2 separate regions of the Mus musculus genome follow, and region 1 is linked to region 2. A link is a contact called in public HiChIP or PLAC-seq data. All regions are on one chromosome and are shown on one strand. The core of a region is the stretch at or near the end of the contact, and the rest is flanking DNA. Distances in the headings are between cores, read along the strand shown. Region 1 holds the start of Spag5 (sperm associated antigen 5). Region 2 holds the start of Coro6 (coronin 6).

Region 1 (3,800 bases), core at 348-2,847, 840 kb after region 2:
CAGTGTTCAATAGAAGTATAATGAATGCACTCAGGAGGCAGAGGAAGAGCTGAAAGGAGCCCGATCTATACCACCAGAGACTAGCTTAAAACAAAACAAAAAGACATGTATGATTTTAATCCTAGTACCCAGGAGGTAGAGGGCCAGTGGGTCTCTTTATGAGTTCAAGGCCAGCTTGATCTGATTTCCAGGGTAGCAACAAGTACACAGAGAGACCCTGTCACAAAGAAGAAATGAAACACAAGTTAGTATAACTTATATGTCTGTACATGTTCATGTACCTGTCTACCTGCTTGCTCACATGTGTAGGGCTTTGTGGAACCAGAGGTCAACATTACATATTTTTTTCAATCACTCTAGACTTTATCTTTCAAGACATTTTCTGTTATTGAACCCAGAACTCACTGATTCATTAGACTAACTGAGCAGCAAACCCCAGGGGATCCTCTCATTTCTGCCTCAGCCCCCATGTTGTTAGGAGAACAGGCAAAAACTGCTGCACCCAGCCCTTTTTTTTTTTAACAGGATCTATGTAGCCCTGGCTGTCTTGGTACACACTGTGTAAACCATCCTGGCCTCGAACTCACAGAGATCCACCTGCTTCTGCCTCTTCAGTGTTGAGATTAAAAGTGTGCACCACCATGCCCGGCTTTTTATTGGGTATTGGAGATCCAAATTCAGGCCCTCAAGCTTTCCTGACAAGCTCTAAGATGGAGTCATTGCCCCATTCTTCCCCTTACATAATTTTAAAATTGTCACCCATGTTCAAAAGGTTTAAAACAAGAAATTTTAATATATTTTATTTAACCTAGCATATCTAAAAATATTTCAGTATGCAATTAACATTAAAAAAATAGTTTTTCCATACAAGGTCTGAAATGCAATGTGCATTTCACACCTGTATTATATTCCCATTTGAAGAATTCAGAGCTACATGCAGCCCGCAGAAAGTTACTGACCAGTACAGTTCCTGATGGGCGCGCATACCCTGACAGAACCCTACAGTTTCTAACATTAAAGCTCTTCTTTGGTTCTCTTCTTTTTCTTCATACATTAACACTTCTAAATTGGCCTGTGATTTCATCATTCAAGAGGCTGAGGGCCAGGCAGTGGTGGTGTGGGACACGCTGTTTGTGTGTGTGAGAGTGTGTATGTGTGTGAGAGAGTTAGTTATTAATATAGCAAGCACTTGAAACAGATCACCATAAATGCACAGTAAAGTAAATATCAACTATTATTCTAGTGATCTTGTTACAGTAGGCTCCGAGGTTAGACACAAGAAAGGCCCAGAAATTCTGAAGAGGCGGTTACCTGAAGGCCGAAATTGGGCACTTAGGAACTCCCTCTGGCCGTTATGAAACTGGCACCTATGCCTGGACAGCCCAACCCTGGGGGAAGTGCGGCTCACTCGGTAACCGGGGGAACGGAGCCACTGAAACAGGACTCCACGACTCTCCAGCAGCCCACAGACACACCAGCCTGCCAGATGGGTGCTTCAGTGGAGGCGTTAGGCTGAGCGGCTCGTGGGGGCGTGACGCGCGCAGGTCCCGCCCACCATACGTACCGCGGCCCCGCAGCCAATCCCGAAGTGCGTATTGGGTTCAAATAGAGGCGGCGGGTGAAAGTGGCCATTTCGACTTGGTCTGGTTAAGTGATCGAGTTGAAAATGTGGAGGGTGAAAACACTGAATCTCGGTTTGTCGCCTTCGCCCCAAAAGGTGAGGAGAGAACTCCGGCAGACAGGGCGCTACCTGGGCGGGGCCGGGCGGGGCCGAGGCCGGTGAAGTCCGGCTCCGGACGAAGTGGGGCAGCGGGAGGCATTGTCCGCCCCGGCCTAGCGGTTGTGGGAAAACACTCCGGGAGGCCGAGACCAGCTTTCCTCACACTCGCTTTCTCTCTCAGGGGAAGCCAGCTATGAGTACTCCTCTCCGAGAGCTTAAACTACAGCCCGAGGCCCTCGCCGATTCAGGGAAAGGTCCCTCTATGATCTCCGCGCTGACCCCATACCTGTGCAGGCTGGAGCTGAAGGTGAGATTTTTAGCTTCACAACTGGGCTGTTTGCCCAGGCTCAGATGCTCAGAGGAACAGAGGGCCAAAGCTGGAACGTAATTAATAACGATAATGAAGTCTTCCACTTCCGTGACATCCATTTACAGCTATTCAGGCCAACAGAGAGGTGCCCTGGGGTGGTTAAAACGAATCCACTGAGAACCCACACCTCTATTTAGCTGGGTTCGATTTTTTTTTTTCTTTACCTCTTTTCTTGTTTTTGACCTATACCAAATTCCCGAGAAATACTGGCACATTTATGGAGAGATCTGTCTCCAAGAGTTGAAACCATATCCATCTATCCTATGGGGTAGTTAGAATTTTCCTGTATCCAATACTTTAAACTATTACCTTGCAGAATTGCCTATATTGAGCTGTACCTTTTAGTTAGAAGGTTTTCTATTGTTACTGTTACTATTATTGTTGTTTTGGGTTTTGTTTGTTTGTTTTTGTTTTTGTTTTTTGAGACAGAGTTTCTTTGTGTAGACCTGGCTGTCCTGAAACACTTTCTGTAGACCAGGCTGGCCTGAAACTCAGAGATCTGCCTACCTCTGCCTCTCCAGTTCGGAGATCAAGGGTGCCAGCCACCACTACCACCACTCAGCTTCTTTTCTACTTTTAGATTTTTTTTTTAATGTTTTAGATTTTTTTTTAATTACTTGTCAAATGACTTAAGAGAAATAGTACAAACTGCTTTTGTAAAACTTGTCAAGAGAGGAGTTTGACCCACTGGGTTCTTTAAAGACATTTTGTAGAACTTACTTGGGAAATTGTCCTGAAGAAATTGCTATCATTTCCTCTTCCTATAGGGAGAACCAGGAAGCCTACCATTCTTTCAAAATATGAAAGTTTGCTTTTTTTTTTCTTTGACCATGATTTTGTTATTTTATGGTGCTGGGTATTAAACCTAGGTCTTTGTGCTTGCTAGATGGATACTACACTACTACTAAACTATACCCGCAATCCTATTTCATTAACTTTATTCTGTCTTTAGTAACTCAAGATTTTTGTTTGTTTGGTTGGCTTTGGTTTTTTAAAAAATATTTATTTATTTATTTATTTATTATATGTAAATACACTGTAGCTGTCTTCAGACACTCCAGAAGAGGGAATCAGATCTCATTACAGATGGTTGTGAGCCACCATGTGGTTGCTGGGATTTGAACTCCGGACCTTTGGAAGAGCAGTCGGGTGCTCTTACCCACTGAGCCATCTCACCAGCCCAGCTTTGGTTTTTTTTGAGACAGGGTTTCTCAGTGTAGACTTGGCTGTCCCAGAACTCACTCTGAAGACCAGGCTGGCCACTCAGAGATCCACCTGCCTCTGCCTCTTGAGTGCTAGGATTAAAGGTATGTGCCACCACCAGCTGGCATTCCTGGAGTGATCTCTGAGTTATTCTGGTGTAACTCTAGATTCTGAGAGCACTTGAAACATTTCCCATCCTCTGTTCAGTCTCTCCTACCCCCCACTCTTTCTCTCTTAAGAGTTATCTATTTATTTTATCTATACGAATACACTGTAGCTGTTTTCAGTCACACCAGAAGGGGGCATCGGATCTCATTACAGATGGTTGTGAGCCACCATGTGGTTGCTGGGATTTGAACTCAGGACCTCTGGAAGAGCAGTCAGTGCTCTTAACCGCTGAGCCATCTCTCCAGCCCCTACCATATCTCTTAAGATGTTGGTTGGAATTAGAAAAGGACGTGGCAGGGTCATAGTCAAGGTAGAGTCTCCCATTGGCATAAATAGATT
Region 2 (3,800 bases), core at 118-2,617:
TGGCCTGGCCCTGCCCCCGTCCGGCCCCGCCCCCTCAGGTTGATGGCAGCAGCAGCTGGGACTGCAGCGGAGCCCGCAGCCGAGAGCCGCAGGCAGCGGCCGGAACACCCTGGCCCGGACGCACGGACGCCGCCTCCTCGGCCCTTCGCATACCCCGGCCCGCTCCGCAGAGGAGTCGCAGCGTGAGCACCCCCGCCCGGCTTAGGACCAGGTACCCCCCTCCCTGCCTCCGCCACCGCAGCCAACGGCGCGGGCGGGGTCTCTGGAGGGGGCAGAGGTCTGCGCCCCCCCCCCCCCCCGCCGCTAAATTCAGTTCGTCAGGGCGGACTTGGTGTCTATATTTGGCCGGACAGCGGCTGGCGAGGAGACACCTAGTCTCACAGGAACGCACTGCCGGGGCAGGAGGCTGGAGGAGGGGGCGAGTAGGCCGGCCTTCAGGCCTGGGGCTACAGAAGTGGTTTGAAGGGCACAAGGATGCCCGGGCAGGGGAGGGGCAGGAAGCAGTTGGCCTTTGGGAGAACCTGCTGTGTCCCCTTGGGAAAAGTAGCAAGCATTGCTAAGCTCCTAGCTCCAGAAGCCGAAGTCGTAGAACCAGAAAGAGGACCTCACCTCCTCCCTGGTTGCACATCTGGTCCTTGCAGGTGGGGTCGAGGGCCCCCACCCTCAAGAGAACGGACTAGCCAGCCCAGGCATCGCACCCAAGAGGCTGGACCAAAGTATGATATTTGTGTCAGATGACCATAGCCAGGACTCCCCCACCCCACCCCATCCGGAGAAATCAGTGCATGGGGAAATAGACAGAAGGAAGATCGCCCTACTCCCACATACCCCACACCACCGGAGGAATCTTTTAAAAAGAGTAGGAAGCAGGGCTAACAAAAGGACCTCTTCTCTTGGCCAAGCTGTAGAAAAAGACACACCGGCTTGAACTCAGCGATGTGAATATGGGATCTTGAGGGCTGCAGTCCTACCTAGCCTTGAGCTACGGTCCACTGACTAAAAGAGAAGGTGTTGGGTGGGGAGCCTTTCAGAGAGACAAACACTTGCAAAGAGGTCTCATACATGACTAGCAGCATGAGGGGACCCCCTGATATTCCTCCTCAAAACATTAGGTCTTGGAGGAAGTTTCAGCCCTGTGTCAGCCTCTGCTATCCCGGCTAGCCTGTGTGTCTAAGAAGCGGTGAGATTCCCCATCCTTGTCCCTCATATTAAACAACATGAGACAGATGTCAAAAACCAGCCTCCAACTTTGGTCACTTTGAAGATCCTGGCCAGATAATCCTACTCACTCACTCCTCCCTTCCACAGCTCGCAGGATTAAGGACCAACGTGCCTCTAGACTCTGATACTCCCTATCTTTGCCCCAGCCATGAGCCGGCGTGTTGTTCGGCAGAGCAAGTTCCGCCACGTGTTTGGTCAGGCAGCAAAGGCTGACCAGGCCTATGAGGACATCCGGGTATCCAAGGTCACATGGGACAGCGCCTTCTGTGCCGTCAACCCCAAATTTCTAGCCATTATTGTGGAGGCTGGAGGTGGAGGTGCCTTCATTGTCCTGCCTCTGGCCAAGGTGAGGGGTGAGGGGAAGAAAGCAATTGGGAGGGCACTGGCTAGGGTCTCTGGGATATATCCCACACTAGCCTTTTCTCACTGAAGTCCAGGCCTCCAGAAGGGCAGTCTGTGTGGACTGGGTACTCTGTCTTTGCCAAACCCACAAAGAATGGTGGAGAACAGCAACATCAGCGTGACCTGTGCGCCCGATCTCTAGGCCACAGAGCACTGTGTTCCTAGCAGAAACCAAGATGGGTGTTAGTGATGGAGATGGTTGGGATACAGCAGACCAAGGTCCAGTCAGACTCTAACCTTATCTTTACCTAGTGTCAGAGAAAGGCAGAGTCAGAGAGATGGAGAGAGACACACAGACACACACAGAAACAGAGAGAGACAGAGATACAGAGAGAGAGAGAGAGAGAGAGAGAGAGAGAGAGAGAGAGAGAGAGAGAGAGAGAGGTGTTCAGACTCTGATCCTGGGAGTGGGATGAAACTAAAAAGAGAAGTTACAATAGTCAGAGCCTTCCCTCCCCTGCACATGAGGGAAAGGGCCAGGCACTGACTGCCACCTTTGCAGACACGTAGCCATCTGTACCCCAGGAGAGATACCCCAAAGCATAACCTTGACCTAGATACTGAGCCCTATACCTTGCTAAAGAAGACCTCACAAGTGGTGGGGTCAGGACAGGCCTGACAATAGCCTATGACTCACGCTGGACAATGCAGACACCATCCAGAGACAGCATCCCAAGGGCTCACATTTCAGCCCGAGCCACCTCCTCCCCCAGTGTGACTGCCATGTCAATGGCATTTAGTCACCCTCTCTCCCAGACTATGTGCTTTGGGCCAATGCCAACCCCTGCAGAGTCTTCAGAGCTCCCACAACTTACTCATGAAGACAAAAAGAAAGACGAGTGCCAGCCCCTGGTAAGGGACACTCAGCACCAAGACTGCGTGCTGCCTATGACTCCAAGGTGAAACCAAGGGAGAGGTCTGCCCCAGGGGCTAAGCCACTGCCGTCAGAGTCACTCACTCAGACCTCTCTCTCCAGGGGCTTGCCAAAGGTCCTCCAACTTGGGGGACAGGTTCAAGCACATCCTCCTCACAGGGCATGTGGGTTCACGCCCATGAGCCCAGCACTGGGAAGACCGAGGCAAGATCAGCCTAGGCTAATCAACATAATGAGACCTTAACTTGAGTCTGGGTTCCGTGTCCTGCTGTGGGTACTTTGTTAGGTCAGCCTGTCTCTCTGAATCAGACTTCCTAATACAAAGGCATTCACACTGTGCATCTCCAGCAAAGTTCAAAGAGTAGACTGAGGGTGGGGGTGGGGTTAAATTCTGAAAAAGGTCTGCAAAGAGAAAACTAATAACACAGATTTGAGAGGTAAACAAATCTACTGCCCACTTCAAAACCACATACAGGAGAGCAAGGGCCTGGGATGCAGCTCATTGGTTGACCATTTACTTAACAAGTGCTGGGCCCTGAGTTCCGTTCCCAGCGGTGCTTGTGCACACACACACACACACACACGAATGACAGTGAACCCATATCACCCTCTCTGACCCCTCCAGACAGGACGAGTGGATAAGAACTACCCACTGGTCACTGGGCACACTGGCCCTGTGCTGGACATTGACTGGTGCCCACACAATGACAACGTCATCGCCAGTGCCTCAGATGACACCACAGTCATGGTAGGAGACTAGTGGATGCTGCCAAGCTGGGCTGGGGAACGGGGAGGTGTCTCACCTGTGCTGGGGAAGATAATAGAAGGGGTAGAGGCCAGGAGCTCTGCCCTGTCCTGCCCAGTTCCCAGATTATTTTTAGTTAAATACATACCTGCGCCCTCCCAGAGGGCACTGCCTAGAACTAATTATAACCATGGATAACTTGGGGCCCTAAGAGCAGGGGTACAGCACTCTGAAGTTTTCTTGACAGAGTAAGGCAGTCTTTGGAGAGCTCACAACTGCTGCTTCACGGTGCTGGTACCACCAAGTTTTTTTTCCTGTATTTGACCCGTACCACTCAAGAAGACCAATAGCACTAAGTGTGTGAGCCATCTCTGAATCCCACCTGCTTGTTGCCTTTCTTCCTACCTAGGTGTGGCAGATTCCAGACTACACCCCTGTAAGAAACATCACAGAACCTGTCATCACACTCGAGGGCCACTCCAAGCGTGTGGGCATCCTGTCTTGGCATCCTACTGCCAGGAATGTCCTGCTCAGTGCAGGTCTGGGGTGGGGCTAAGG

What was found. HiChIP or PLAC-seq counts read pairs in DNA pulled down with a chosen protein or histone mark.
Region 1: a contact with region 2 is called in a FOXA1 HiChIP or PLAC-seq map of pancreatic cancer cells. The contact joins the promoter of Spag5 here to the promoter of Coro6 in region 2. A contact is called at or near these places in 1 of 115 datasets of contacts at active chromatin or transcription factors (pancreatic cancer cells) and 1 of 9 other capture datasets (adipose tissue).

The regions. Positions count from the first base shown.
Region 1 is chr11:78,299,994-78,303,793 of GRCm38.p6, forward strand. Spag5 (sperm associated antigen 5) reads left to right here and starts at 1,598. Exons shown (of 24, transcript NM_017407.3): 1 at 1,598-1,717; 2 at 1,902-2,027. The coding sequence starts at 1,667. Gm3948 (predicted gene 3948) reads right to left here and starts at 1,518. Exons shown (of 4, transcript NR_166889.1): 1 at 1,312-1,518; 2 at 129-217.
Region 2 is chr11:77,462,544-77,466,343 of GRCm38.p6, forward strand. It overlaps Coro6 (coronin 6), which reads left to right and starts at 1,368. Exons shown (of 10, transcript NM_139128.2): 1 at 1,368-1,567; 2 at 3,123-3,245; 3 at 3,652-3,781. The coding sequence starts at 1,370.